Linked DNA regions of Mus musculus: region 1 is linked to region 2. Evidence: chromatin contacts called from public HiChIP or PLAC-seq data. All regions are on one chromosome and are shown on one strand. Each heading gives the region's core, a stretch centred on a gene start, on an enhancer-like site or on the middle of the called end of the contact. The rest is flanking DNA. Distances are from core to core; before and after follow the strand shown.

Region 1 (4,369 bases), core at 1,843-4,342, 85 kb before region 2:
CCTTTCAAGAAGAGAGAATGAGCCAACCACGAAGGGAAGAGGGGCAGTGCTGGGCACACACAGCCCCTTCCACTAGGGTACACGGCTTTCCAACCTTCCTACAGGGGAATGAGGAAGTCTGCACTATATTACCATGTCACAGCTCAGCAACTGAGAACCACCTGGAGTCAGAGTAACTGACTGGCTCCATACTGTAGTAGCTTGTTTTCCAGGAGGGCAGATAGGCTTGCTGCAGGAGAATGCCTGCCCAAGTCTATGCTGATGTGTAGGAGTCCCTCCGCTCTACTACTGACCTCACTGTTGCCATGTGATATGCTTTTCTGCTCTCCTGAGCAAAGGGAAATTCCTCACCTCCAAGTTCTCCTTGTTGTTGAAGCTGCTCTTTAAACTGTCAAATCTACAGAGATACGCAGTACATGCAACTCTCCCTCTCATTTAGACTGTCCAAGGTTCTAAGTTTACATTTCTTTAAAACAGACATACTAGCTAGGATATAGCTCAAGGGCAAAGCACTTACCTATAATATATGAGGCCCTAGATTCGATTCCCAGCACAATAAAACAAATGTTCTAACATATAATTTAGGACACACACACCCACATTTTTTTTCTAATACAGAGTCCATACTTTTTTCCAAAAAAGTTTTTGGCAATTTTGGACCCAGGATCTACTCATAGCTCCTTAACATATGGCTGCTGGCTGTGCTGTTTGCTTACTCTAAACTAGGGTATTAGGCTATTTCTTTTTCACTGCTAATGAATTATGTTTGTGAAGAACTTGAGCCCAATCATGTAGGCTGCCCCTGTTCTTTTTTCTACGTGGTTAGAACGGTGGGCCTCCATCCCGAACCCAAGTGCACATAATGCTAAACTGCCTTCTGTTTGAAGCATGTCCTCACAAGAGACAGCAGGATCCTGGTCTTCTCTTGGTTGTTTTCATACTTCCTCATGTGCAACATGAATGGTTCCGCCACAGTGAGCGACTCTGTAGAAGCCCAAAGTAACAGAATCCTGGACTATGAACTAAATATATATTTTTTTCTAAGTTAATTACATCAAGTATTTTGTAGTAATGAAATGGTGAGCATTTAACAGTACTGGAAGTTAAAGTATGTTTTAAAACCAATGTCAAGTATTTCTGGAAAGTTCCACTGTGAACTTAGGAAGCAAGAGTAATAAAGTCTTGGTATCATCATAAATGCAGTTTTGACTCAGCCCGAGAAAGGTCAATCTCCTTGCCACATTTAGTAGTTCACTAACCTACAGAAATAAAAAAACAAGGAACTAGATAGCCACACAGTTCTGTGCAAACACAAAGTGCTACTGCCTGAGTAACCTTTATCACAAATAAAGGCTTTGGGCAACTCAGCCTACAATTTTATGTTAAACCCAAGCATCTTCTTTTCCATCCAGACTGCTGAAGGCTCACACTGGGAGGCCACAGGCAATCTAGATGTTTGCTTTTTTTATCTGAGGCTACTATCCTAAATGTGTACAGTGGTCTTCACTTCTCTCTGAAGACTTGAGGATTCTCAAAACAAAACAAAACAAAAACAAAAACAAAAAACAAAACCAACTGTTAAGGAAATCTTATATTCTTAGGCTCACAGTATTTCCTATAACATCTCAAAGCCACCAACTTATCCCATTGCTTGGAGAGCCATCCCATAGGCCATGTGGACGTCAGGCTACGCATGCCTCAGAAGCATTCAGAAAGTCCGATGTGCTCCAGGACAGCTGTGTTGTTAGATCTCTGGCTCTGAGGGTAGCCTTGGAATGAGAATGGCTCATTTCAGTTAACATTCCCAATCCTTAGCACACCCCTTTGGCTCAGTTCAACCAACATCTAAGTAACTGCACTGTCATTAGGCACAGGGACAGACAGAACTGAGCAACACACAAACATCTTGCTCTGAAGCAGGTCTAGGCTGGTGGGCAGTTCTTGCCATGGGGGTGCAAAACTTGCTAAGGAGGGCAGAGCTAGTGACAGTGTGGAAGGATGGATATTGTAAACACTGTAGTAGGTCTTGGTTCTTACAATTTGAGCTACAACTGAAAGGACACACATGGCACAAGAGACCTGGTTCTAATCCCAGCTGTAACAAGGACCTGAAGCTGTGACATGGAGCAAGCACCTTAAGAGCGCTGTCTTGTTTGGGGGAAAGCAAGTCGACAGCTCCCATGGCGACTACATGCGAGGCACGCAGCCCCGCCCGGCTGGGAGAGCGCTTGTCATTAGCACTGGCACAGGGTGGCTACTGGATGTCTCTTCCAGCGACTCAATTACCAGGGTAGCCACTGGGCTTGACCAGTTCTCCCACAGTTTCTACTTGGTCCCTGAGGAACATGATGTCCTGTTGTGAGTGACCAGGAGCTTCAGGCCATTAGACTACTGGGGACGAAAGATGGCAAACACTTCAGAAGCTCTCTTGGGCAAGGCATGGCTTCAGATCCTGGGGAATCACTCCCAGAAGAGTCACTATGAGGTCTTTGAGGCTTGCTTGGTCACAAGTTTCTGGGACAGATGACCTTGAATGAGATCCCAGAGCGCTCTCTAAGACTGAGGGTGCCTCAGAATGTGCAAGATTTCACACATCTTCACGCACAGAATATCTGTAGGCCCTTGAGAGCAATAGAGATGACTGGCTGCAGCCAGTATCAATTGCACAGGGCCACTATTTCTTCCCCACTTAGAGTAACCACAACATCTGACACCATAGGAAGCTCCATTGAGCAGCAGCAATGGTAGCCAAGCATCTCCAAGCACAGAGGATCAAAAAGAAATTGAACATAGAGATTAAACGTTTGAGTTCCCAGGCATGGTCTTAAGCTTTGGGAAAACACTAGGGAATTACAGGACCACATCCCTGCTGTCTTGGAACTGGTAATCCAGCTGGAGTGGAAAGGAAAGACAAATAGTCAACAAAACATGAATGAATTAGATAGTATGTCAGGAGAAAATGAGTGCTTGAGAGAAAAACCCTACATGGTAAAGAAGCTGAGTAACTAGGGAAGTGAACTGGCTCATACTGGAAGAAGAGATCATCAATTACTCATTCTCATTGTATCCCGTGGCTGCACTGTGATATTGGCTAATCAATTCCTGCTTGTCAGCTTGCGCAAGAAACATTTTGGGGGGTGTATGCTGTACAGGGTTCAAAGCCTACAGTTCCTCCTAGTTCTGTCTGTGTCAAGCCCTGTTCCCTAGGAACCACCACCCACCTACATCACACCAGACCCCACGCTTTCTTTCACCCACATGGGTGTACTAGGAAGTCCTTCAGGCTACCCCTCCCACATCCTTACTGTATCTGGCTACCTCTCTCCTCCTTGCCCCTGAACTCCACCACCAGTCTACTGCCTCTGATCTGGATGGCTGAAGCAGCTTCCAAAGAAGACTTTCTGCCTCCATTCTTGTCCTAGTGGCAACTATTACCCACAGTGGTCAGTGGGAATGTTCTTAGTGTGCTCAGGCTGCAGCTAGCTGTCTTTCCCTCCAAAGTTGCTCATAACTTGGAAAGTAAAATCAAACGGTTTGTGTACACTGACAGACTTCAGGAACTATGTCCTTGGCCCTCATTTTCTTCCATTTTCCCAGTCACATGACTTGGTCCTCTCTATTTTTTTCTGACTCTCCAGTGTACCAAACTGTTCCCACCTCAGGGCATTTGCTGTCTCTCTTTGCCACAATAGTTTTCAGTTCTAAATTTTATATCTGTCTCATGTAAGCATTGTGGTTTTAAAGAAAATGTTCCGAGGACTGATGATGGCCCAGCATTCTCTCCCCACCTCTCCAGCTGTTCTTTCTCTAGCTCTCCTTGGTAATTTCTCAACTGCTGCCTGCCCTTCCCCTAGAAGAACTGTCTCTCCAGCAGCTCCAGCAGCCCAGGCTGACTGACTGACCTCTGAGATAGCTCTTTGAAAGAAATCCTTCCTGTGCTTCAGAATTCTCTAAGAGGCCACTTCTCAGTGTGCCTATGTTATTTAGGGTTTGAGAGAGGATTTCACTAAATTGCTCAATCTGTGGACCAGGTTGGCCTCAAACTCCCAACAACCTTCTCACATCAGCCTTCCAAGTGCTGGGACTACGGGAGTGTGATTCCCCACATATTACCTGTGTCGACGGTCCTATACAGAGTGTGTCCCCATCCTGCTATAGCTCTTATTCCTCCCCTGTCCGAGGCTGGAGGTCAATTCTTCCTCCAGGACAGCACAGGGTTCACAGGCTCATACCCCAGGCTTGGATCTCACACACTCACTCACTGGTTGTGCTTCTGGCCAAGTCCTTTCACCTTCTCTTAGTTTATTTCTCACTGACACAGAAATGTATTTGTGAATAATGTTCACAAAGGAGTCCAGGAATACTGTCC
Region 2 (4,633 bases), core at 939-3,438:
TTCACCCGAGAGACCCTGCCTCAGTGAAGAAATTGAAGAGCAACTCCCAATGCCACCCCCAGGCTTGGGTGTCCCCACACACACACAATGTATGCACACATGCATGCATACACATAAAAGATACAAAAAACAAACAGACAAAAGCTTCGGAATTCAACCAGTGGATGCATACAAGACCCTTGGTCTGATATACCCAACACTGCAATAGGCAGAAAGACAAACACTAAAAGATGTTCTCCAGACAGACAGAAATGACCCCACATGGAAGACTGGAAGGTGACAAAGGTGGCATTGCAGTTGATGGAAACGGTGATCTTGGTAAACAGCGAGGAATAAATCATGCTAGGAGAAAGTAAAACATGAATTCTGTTTCCACATTACACAGAAACCAACTCCAGGTAGACAGCATCATTTCATATGAAAAGCAAAATACTAGCATTTCTTCAAAATGTTAACAAGCTATCTTCTTCACTTAAAAATAGGAAACTCTACTAATTAAGAAGAAGCTAAACTGGACAATACTTAAACAGACACTTTATTTAAAAAACAAAAAACAAAAAAACCACCAAACACACACAAATGGACAATCAGTCGCTTTAGTCAACCAGAAACTGCAAATTAAAACCCTGATGGAATGTCACTTCACACTCACCATAATGGCTAAAATTTCACACAGACAATACCAAGAGGTGTCAGGAATTTTTAAACAAGGGCTAGTAAATGCTTGCTGGTATAAAGTGATAACATGATTTTGGGGATTTAGTTCTATCAACTACGACAAAAGATGTACATGTTTTTTATGTAAAAAAAACCAAACAAACAAAAAAACGAAACAAAACAAACAGACAAACAAAAAACCCAACTTACTTGTGGGTAGGGAAACTATCTACTCAATAGATATGAATGCTTTAGGAAGTACACCCACCGGCATATTCATTGCAACGTTAATGGGGAAAAGCTACACACAACTCAAAAGTCTACTAACAGTAGAATGGATACAGTGTGTACTATCTATACTATGCAGGACAGTAAGTAGATAATAGAAACACTATGGACGAACTTCAGAAATATCTTTGATGAAAGTAGGCAGACACAAAAATTACAACAGTGCATTATTTGATTTAAACAGTTCACAGAACAGGTGAACCGAATCTACAATTGGACGCTACGGTGTTTAAGAAAGATGTGCCTAGAAGATAAAATTGCACAGAAAAAAAGAAAAAGAAAGAGAGAAAGAAAACCCGGCATACGCTGCCCCGCGCCCCACCCCACCCCAGAAAGCAGGCTAAGGTTAGTCTGGAAAGGAAGGCTGGGTGCAGCAAATGAAGAGGGCACGCGGGTTTCTGGGTGTTGACAAGGTTCTAGCTGAGTGGCACATCAAAAGCCGTACCTTTTGGGGTTGCACACTCTGAGGGTTGGCAAGAGAAAGGGGACAGGTCAGAAGAGAAAGGTGAAGAGGAGAGCGCCCTAATGGAGAAGAGCTCCGTGCGGATGGCAAAGTGTGGACCGCCGGCGCGGCGCGCGCAGCGGTAAGGCACCGCAAGGCGGGCGCGGCCTCCCGCGGACCCCGCGGCCTGAGCGTCTTCTGGTGCTTGGGCCGCCGGCTGGGGGCTCTGGGGCCGCTTCGATGCCCGGGCACCCCACCCTCCACGCCGGGCGCTCCAGGCCTCGCTGCGCTCGAGGCCCCGACTCACCTCATCGTGGCTGCCGGGCGGGCACGGGGCCGGGGATGAAAGCGCGGCGCGACGGGACGCTAGCGGGGCAGCCGACCCCGGGCGCGGCGGCTCCGCGTCTGGCTGGGCTGCAGGCGGCGGCGGGGGCTCATCTTCTCCGGCGGGCGTCCGGGCCGCTAGCTGCGAGGCAGCGCGGCCGCGGCGGCGGCGGCGGTGGCGACTGACAGCTGGGCCCCGGCCCCTGCCATCTTGGCGGGCGCGCGTGCCCGGGCCGGCGCGTGCGCGTCCCGACCGCCCGCCGACGGGCCGGGGGAGGGGGCGAGCGGCGGGGTCTCGCGGGCGGGAGCGAGCGCGCGCGTCCGCCTGAGACTCGGGGCGGCGGCCGGAGGATGGGGTCCGGGGTGCGGGGTGCACGCGGGGCGGAGGACCCCTCCGCCCGCCGAGGAGACTGCGCGCGCCGACGCCCCTCGGTCGGCGGCCGCGGAGGGAATGAGCGCGCGCCGCAGCGAAGCTCCACACAAAAGGCGCGGGGCTCCGTGGTCCGCGCCTCTAAGAGGGCGGGGCGTGAGGGGCGGGGCAGGGGTGTGGCCCAGGTTCAGAGGGGCGGGGCGAAGCTTTGTGGAAAGGGTGGCTGGGCAACCGGGCCTGGGGGCAAGACGGGGGGCGTGGCCTAAGGTCCCAAAGGAGATACTGTAGCTTAGAGGAATGGGGTTAACTTAGTGAATTCCAGGGTCTTGTCTGCGAGAGAAAGACCGGGGCGACCTTAACGGGAAAGCTTAGGGATCTTAGGTCTAGGAGAGGCCTGGAGGATGGGGTTAGTAGGGAGAGACAAAGCGGAGCTCCGCGGAAAGGGCTGGAGGGTGGTGGGCCTGGGGCCGGGGTTTGGGGCGTTGACCTGGAGCTAGGCGAGCAGAGTCGGGCAGAGACCCCACAGAATCCCTGGTGGTGGAGGAGTTGTATAGAAAAGGGCAGGTGGAGAGGCTTAGGGCAAAGGGTGTGATTTGTGAGGCAAGGCTGAGCGGGGAGAGTGCCAGGAGGCACGTGGAGCCCTACTGAACCGGCTTTCCAGTGCATTCAGAACAGAGCATTATGGGCTGAAAGTTGCAATTTTTAAACGGATCCCTTGCTCTGCAGTACTGTTAGCAATGCCTGAGGTTATAGTTCTCCTAACCTCATGTGTTCCCTTCTTCCTGGGAACCAGATTGGTCTCTTTGTTACAGAAGAGCCTTGTCACATCCTAAGAGTTATGAAAATACTCAGGCCTCAGGTCACCTGAAGGTATTCCAGGTGTCCCCAGGAGAGTCCGGGTTGGTGCACACTTTTATTCCAGCCAGACATTGTGCTTTTCCACCAATCTCCAGGTGTCTGTCCCTGGGGTCTAACAAGTTGTTGCCATTCTGTAACTTGGAGGGAAGAATTAGTTGGTGGGTTTGCTGTAAAGATAGTGTCCTTCCTCTGCACCCCACACTAGAATCACTGACACTTTTGAGGAGAACCCATTTTCCAAAGCCAAGAACCGGTGGCCTCCAAAAAGAAATCTTTTTGAGGCCACATGTTTCAAAAACTGTTTAACTTTTTGTAACATTTTATATCAGAAGAGTGGGAAACACCAAGTTCTTCTACATCCAAGGAATAAAGCCTTCTTTCTGCTTTGCTCAAGAGAGGTTGGCTTCAAATGGCTAGCTGTTAGGGAAAGGGGAAGGGCGGGTGGGGGTAGGGAGAAATGTGAGCAAGTCCCTTTCAGTCTGTTTCCTACTGACCTTGGTGCCTCAACAGATCCTCAGCAGCCTGTAAGGTGAGCTTCGGGATTCCCACCTACTGGATAAACATGTTTGGCATTAAATGTAGGGCTGGTTTAGACAAAGATCAGCAGCCTCCACAGGGAAGCAGGATACAGCAGAGGATGGGAGTGGTCCCTGTCTGTCTTGGCCCGGCCCTTCTGGCAGCTCACGGAGCCCTCTGATGAAAGAAACAGATTGCAGAGACATCCTTGGGACCAGAGCTGCTGGTTTTAGGAATTCACTGAGTGTGGTGGGGACGATGACGTTCCCTCTCTCACAATGCCTGTCCCCTTATCTATGGAAGTACTTGGCAGCGGTTGGCAGGAATGACTGACAAAGGGTGCTGTGTTCCATTCTGGCAAGAAATAAAAATTACCTTTGATCCATTTTGCTCTCACAACTTGAGGTTAGCCTGGGGTTCCTGTATTGACTCACAGATTGAGCTCTTCAGCTTCAGGTGACTCTCCTTAAGATAACGGTGCACAGCTTGAAGAGAGACAGTTTCTACACCACAGCCTTGCAGCCGCCCTTGGGAAGACACCGAGACAGGAGGCATTTGATGGGGTGGGAGGGAACCGTCCCGCAGGCTCTGTGGACCTTAAGAGGCTGAATGAAGCTCACGGCTGTTACAATCCTGCCTGGAGCTAAGCTGAGAGTTTCCACCATTTAAGACGTTATTGCCAGCTACATTCCTTGGGTAGACTGGTCAGAAACTCCGAGGAGCCTTGTCATGGTGTTTCACTGTATCTCCCAAAGAGTATGTTTTGGAAACTTAGAGTCCAATGCAACAACATGGGACCTCAGAGGGAGACCCTGGGCCACAGGGCTCTCTGCCCTTATGAGTGGCTTACTGATGCTTTTCAAAGGGCTGGAGGCTGCAAACTGAATATTCATGTGCAGCAAATTGAATGCCATTCCCCACTGAGCCATCTTGCCAGCCCAAGTCAAAAAGACACTGAGGGGGAACAATCTGAGGGTAAGAAATACTTCTTGCGACCAAAAGTACGTAATTTCAAATATTCAGGATATTAATTAGAGGCAGTCAGATAATAAACAGAAGAGTTGCTGTTCAAAGATAAAAGTCGGCACACTTTTCTATTGTCAGCTCAAAAACAAAGCTGTCATCTCAAAGGGAATAAGAGAGAGTTTATTCTAGAGCCAAATATGAGTGACCATGGC

What was found. HiChIP or PLAC-seq counts read pairs in DNA pulled down with a chosen protein or histone mark.
Region 1: a BATF HiChIP or PLAC-seq map of CD8 T cells shows a contact between it and region 2, with 13 read pairs. The contact joins the enhancer-like site here to the promoter of Evl in region 2. A contact is called at or near these places in 4 of 39 promoter capture datasets (the 3T3-L1 cell line, 3T3-L1-derived adipocytes and macrophages), 1 of 15 datasets of contacts at CTCF or cohesin (CD8 T cells), 1 of 484 Hi-C or Micro-C datasets (the MNK3 cell line), 4 of 115 datasets of contacts at active chromatin or transcription factors (CD8 T cells, cardiomyocytes, effector CD8 T cells and 1 more) and 3 of 9 other capture datasets (adipose tissue, liver and pancreatic islet).

What each region holds. Positions count from the first base shown.
Region 1 is chr12:108,638,109-108,642,477 of GRCm38.p6, reverse strand. The region is part of intron 1 of Evl (Ena-vasodilator stimulated phosphoprotein); the gene reads right to left. Among named protein-coding and RNA genes, the nearest start is that of Mir342, 18 kb to the left of the region's middle. Within about 2 kb of position 3,092, at least 45 of the 459 cell types and tissues checked have an H3K27ac peak or open chromatin away from gene starts, as enhancers often do. A contact at or near this core is called in CD8 T cells, adipose tissue and macrophages, where this site is marked.
Region 2 is chr12:108,552,275-108,556,907 of GRCm38.p6, reverse strand. It overlaps Evl (Ena-vasodilator stimulated phosphoprotein), which reads right to left and starts at 2,188. Exons shown (of 13, transcript NM_007965.3): 1 at 1,695-2,188. The coding sequence starts at 1,699. Gm16596 (predicted gene, 16596) reads left to right here and starts at 1,290. Exons shown (of 3, transcript NR_045753.1): 1 at 1,290-1,529.